2 separate regions of the Danio rerio genome follow, and region 1 is linked to region 2. Evidence: chromatin contacts called from public HiChIP or PLAC-seq data. All regions are on one chromosome and are shown on one strand. Each heading gives the region's core, a stretch centred on a gene start, on an enhancer-like site or on the middle of the called end of the contact. The rest is flanking DNA. Distances are from core to core; before and after follow the strand shown. Region 1 holds the start of ptpn9b (protein tyrosine phosphatase non-receptor type 9b). Region 2 holds the start of limch1a (LIM and calponin homology domains 1a).

The links. HiChIP or PLAC-seq counts read pairs in DNA pulled down with a chosen protein or histone mark.
Region 1: a contact with region 2 is called in an H3K4me3 HiChIP or PLAC-seq map of gastrula embryo, with 4 times the contacts expected there. The contact joins the promoter of ptpn9b here to the promoter of limch1a in region 2. A contact is called at or near these places in 2 of 4 datasets of contacts at active chromatin or transcription factors (embryo and gastrula embryo).

What each region holds. Positions count from the first base shown.
Region 1 is chr1:20,607,171-20,609,903 of GRCz12tu, forward strand. It overlaps ptpn9b (protein tyrosine phosphatase non-receptor type 9b), which reads left to right and starts at 1,420. Exons shown (of 13, transcript XM_685567.11): 1 at 1,420-1,493. The coding sequence starts at 1,464. It overlaps trnai-aau (transfer RNA isoleucine (anticodon AAU)), which reads right to left and starts at 1,159; the gene lies at 1,086-1,159.
Region 2 is chr1:20,477,034-20,479,733 of GRCz12tu, forward strand. It overlaps limch1a (LIM and calponin homology domains 1a), which reads left to right and starts at 1,442. Exons shown (of 34, transcript NM_001430852.1): 1 at 1,442-1,797. The coding sequence starts at 1,696.

The sequences.
Region 1 (2,733 bases), core at 170-2,669, 130 kb after region 2:
TGAGGCATGGTGGTGGCAGCATCATGTTGTGGGGATGTTTTTCAGTAGCCGGAACAGGAAGACTAGTCCGGATAGAAGGAAAGATGAATGCAGCAATGTACAGAGACATCCTGAATGAAAACCTGCTTCAGAGTGCTCTTGACCTCAGACTGGGGTGACAGTTTATTTTCCAGCAGGACAATGACCCAAAGTGAAGCCACTTCATTGATATGTTGGCAGTGTGCGCCAACATATCAATGAAGTGGCTTCACAACAACTGTGCCCAGACCTAAATCCTGTAGAACATCTCTAGAGATCTGAAAATGGCTGTACACCAATGCTTCTCATCCAACCTGATAGAGCTTGAGATTAATCCATTTTGGAATAAAGTTGTAATTTTAAAAAATGTGGAAAAAGTGAAGCGCTATGAATACTTTCCAGATGCACTGTATGCTGGATAAGTTTGCAGTTCATTCCACTGTGGCTACCGCCGCGCCGATTATTAAAGGTAGCCTACTATGCCAAAAAGAAAATGAATGAATGAAGTGGCCATTTGCAGATATTTATTATTGTAAAGATTATTATTGGAGATATTATTGTTATTATATATTAATTATTACTAATTACCCTAGTTAAGCCGTTAAATGTCCCTTTAAGCTAAATACTAGTATCTCGAAAAATATCTTGTAAAATATAATTTGCGTTAATGACAGATAAAAGTTAATAGATAAATCAGACATCGGAAATTATTTAAACTATCATGTTTAGAAATGTTTAGAAAAAGTCTTTCTGATAAACAGACATTGGGAAAAAATATACAGGGGGCTAATAATTCTGACTTTGTTATAAGAGATCTAACAATGCCTCAACATGACTTTTTGACACTGGAGTGAGGGCAGAACAACAATACTCAACATGTTTTATTTACATTCTTTCTGATCTTCAATTAAAATAGTTTCTATAATTCTTATAATTAATGTTAGTTTCTTTTGAATTAATAAAATTAAGAATCAAGTTAATAGAATTTTAGGAACTTAATAGTTAATGATGAAATTCAAGATTTTGTGGGATAACCTTCAATACGTTGGAGTGCTAACATAAATATGTGGCCAGTACGGGGATCGAACCCGCGACCTTGGCGTTATTAGCACCACGCTCTAACCAACTGAGCTAACCGGCCAACTGTTTGGCTGAGTTGACACATACCATTACAAACCTAGCTAAATCCATGTTATGAACAGATAAAATGGACTTTAAATAATTTTTAACGTTTATCTTTATGCATACCGTTTCCAGTGTGTTCCATCCGTGCCTCTTTCTAAATTTCAAATAATAAACCTCTTACTTTCCAAGCATACTTGCCCTTTACCATGTTTCTGCGCACGCGCGTCCATCCTGATGCGCGCGATGCTTGACAGGCACCAGCGGCGCGTTCCCGACAGTAGAGAGGGCGCGCCCGTAGACGTTGCTGCTCAGGCTTCAAGATGGCGGAAGCCCTGACAAATCAAGAGGCGGTAAGATACCTACATTTTCACCAAGCTCTTCTTAAATTTCATAGCGTGTTTCCTGAGCCGCCTCTGTTTTTCACTATGTTTAAGATAAAATGCTAGGTAACACACCTGTGGTTTATTTGTTAACAAGGGTGTGAATGAGAAACGCGGCCCTGTGGCTGTTTTTGAGGGAGCTGAGGTAAATGCTAGCCCTGTTAGCGAGCGAGCGACACTCAGCGTAGTAACGCAGATATAGCCATTTATGACATTTATAATGATCAGATATTACTGTCGATATATTGGGAGCTGTTATATAGCATTGTATAATGAATCTTATACTTGTTTGACTGAACACCAACTGTCTAGCAGTAAAGTAGCATTACGTTAGGTTGGCATTGGCATATAACGTGAATGCGCTCAGTCTAACGTAGTATGTTCACAGTCTTATTCCAGCATGGGCGCGTTATAGATCAAATACAGCGTAAGTCAAAAATCTGCATCGCTGTACTGTCATGTATGACGATATATGCTTCTGCAAAGTCGCTATCGGTAAAACCCAAAGCGAACCCGGTGTCAGATGTGCTCCAGTGCTGGAAAATGTGAGACGATTCTCACTTCTGTCTCGCCGTGTGAACACTCATCTAATGCTGGAGGTGCCATTTGTTCTAACTCGTCGAGGAAACTGTGTTACATGAGCGTCTGTCTGGACGATTGCTGTCGTTTATAGAGCTGTCAAATCACAATGCTGCTTCTGCACACTCATGTGATTGAGTGTCAACTTGGCGCAATGTAGAAGTGATTTGTTTTGCATTGATGAATATGGTTTAGTTTTACTTTTGGAACCCATTTGGAAACCCCCCGTAACGTTATGTCAGGGCAGTGTGTGAAAGTGGACTGGTAACTATATTTATTAGTGCATTAGTTAGTGGTCAGCCAGTGTTTGAATTCAGTGGCTGTTTTATAGATATCTAGAGATTGGGGTTATAATATAGCCACTGTGTGATAAAAGCTAAAATGTTTATGAGAAATATGAAAAGTTCGAAGTTAGTAAAGAAGTTGGTTAACATTAAGTTTGTAAAACATAGTTTAATACAATGGTTTTGTGTTTTAATGTATTATAAAATATAAGCGATGCTGGCAGAGGAATAAACATGGTCATTTAGAAATCATTAGGGCTGCTCGATATTGGAAAAAAATGGCATTGCGATATTGAGTATACTTTTACCAGATGAAAATGAATGGCTCTATTTCGAAACAATTCATA
Region 2 (2,700 bases), core at 192-2,691:
TACATTGGTGGAACTGAGACACAGAAAGGAGTTGACCATGATGACGGGGATCGAGTCTGGCTTGGAACGGTTCCAGAAAGTGGGTAAGACAAAAACAAAAGCCATAAAATAAAACAAACAACTAATTAAAAGGGTGAGAATGTGTTAACATCTGAAAATGTAATGAAAATCGGGGGCTTTTCTTTTTTTGCATTGTTTTTGAATACTCTGTCGGTTGGGTTTAGGGAAGTGGGTGGGCGCTGGTCGGTCAATCTGTGCTTTTGAAAACACTATTGGTTTGGTTTAGGGAAGGAGGAGGGTGGGTCAGTCGATTGGTCAGTCAGTCATTCAGTCAGTTGACAACAGCCTCTGATAGATTTACGTACGAATAGCAGGCGCGAATGGCACTCGCAAGAGAAATTTGAGATCTCAATAGGCATACACAGGGGTCCATTGTGGATTTACAAAAATAAAATCTGCAAAAACATACCTCCTAGGACATATTTGATGCTCTCCAGTAATGTATATAGAGGTACGTTTTCAGAATGAGCCTGGGTTGCACTAATGGCAATACTTCATATTGCCCCACACCATATTGACCTGAGGCAGGAGAGAAGACATTTACATACTATGAATTAGTGGAAAACAGAATCATATTTACAGTTTTTTGGGTGCACAAACGTGTTCTTGAAGCTTTGTATAGTTGCAGTTGAACCACTGAAGTCACATTGACTGTTTTGTGGTTCATTTTCTGGATTTTAAACATCTCATGATCTAGGAGTCAATGAAGGATGAGAGAGCTTCTGAATTTCATTTAAAATATCTTAAATTGGGTTAATAAAATATGCATTCTTTTGGGGCGAACTATCACTTTAAAATGCAAGCTTATAGGTTTGAGAGTAGGTCCATCATTTCAGCAAGGTCCAGTAAAATAAAAATTCAGGCTCTGTCACTCACTGAGGATATTATGTGCGATTTTAAATGGATAAAGATGAAATTAGACATGTGCAAATAGTCCTCATCACAGTAAAAATGAACAATTTTTTTTTTAATTCAGCATGATATATTAATCTCCTTACATCTCTTTTCTCTTCATCTATTTTGTTGTAACTTTTTTGGATTATGAATTTACCTAAAAACAATATTATTTCAAAAATAAAACTTAATAATAAAAACTAAAATAATATTTGCTAAAAAAAACTTCATTTTTTGTTTAAATTGAGTATTTTTTTATACTGAGAGAGACGATGAGAGGAGAGAGTCGTTTTGTTCTATAGCATTACATATAGCCTATATGATATATAATATAGAGCGGGAGGGAGAGATATCTGGCCGTAACTGGAGCGGTAACGGAACTGCTCTATTGTTCTCGTTAAATTCCTTTCCCCCGCACTCTCTCGCGCATGCCAGTCTCCCGTTCTTCAGCAGGACAGACGGGGAGGCTGATGCGCTCGTACGCATTGGCTGAGCGGAGACCTCAGATGTTTTTTTAGCTTATATTTTTAGCAGAGGAGGTCGGACTCGTATTGCACCGCGCGTGGTAGAAGTGCAGTTCATCTGCAGTGCTGCTGAGCGCTGGAGAACCGCAGTGTGTGAACGCTCGAGCTCAGCATATTCAACGCGTCCGCTTGACGGCCAATGCTCTGAAGTAAACACTCCGGATAGCTCATCTAGGATTTCAGTGGCCCTCTTGCTAAGACGCTTTTTATTTGGGAAATGGCCAGTTCTGGAGACGACTCGGCTTCAAACGCCCAGCTGGATCAGCCTGCAGAAGCGACCCCCGAATCAGCCTTTCAAGAAGCTCAGAAATGGATCGAGGTGAGTTCGCTGCTCATATAAGTAAACGATGCTCTTGTGTTTGTTTGCGTGCTCATATAAAGAGGTTGCGTTGCGTGTTGAGAAGCTTATTAATATTGCACCGTCACCTGTTGTGTGAGTGTGGCGGGTTTGGTTACAACAACGGGCTATGAAGCCCATGCAGCCGCGCGCGGGGATCATGTGCGCGGGATTCGGCTGCTGTAATCGGACTAGCGCGGCTTTAATGTCTCGCCGAATTTCTCTTAGGCTACATGTCATGACAGCAAGCAGCCTAATTAAATCAGATTTTATATTATAAGTATCCGCCAATCCAGCGGACACTTTTCCAAACAAAACATGATGCATTTTTGAAGAGGTGCAAAAACAGAGGGATGGATGCACGGACACGCCCCCATCAGCTAAGCGATTCCAGTTGTTGTGGAAGCTTAAAGACACGCCCCCCTTGTCCTCTTACATTCACGCCCCCTTTCCAGTCGTCACGGCAGCGCGCAAGATCAGGCAAACAGTTTGTTTACGGAGCATTCGTGGCATGGAGAATGTATGTCTTATTTGACCCGATTCACAGTAAGGTTGAACATGTGATCGGAGATCTGTTTCATCTCTAGAGATGCCAGAGTTTAAGATGTAGGTCTTGGTATTAATATTATGACCCATTTTAGCGGTTGTGGATTGGACAGGGAGATTCCTCACGTCACTGAGCTAGATTTGAGGACTAGAGTCGTGTGCAGTAGAGTAGATCAGCCTAGTGTTGTGTGATGATGGACTCATCCTATAAAACATGAACAAATATAAAAAGTTTATGTATTACTTTATTTTGATGGTGCCTTTTTCACATTCCGTTGACTATAAGTTATATTGCATCTACATGCCAACTAATTATTATTAGAGCTAGGGTGCCCAAAC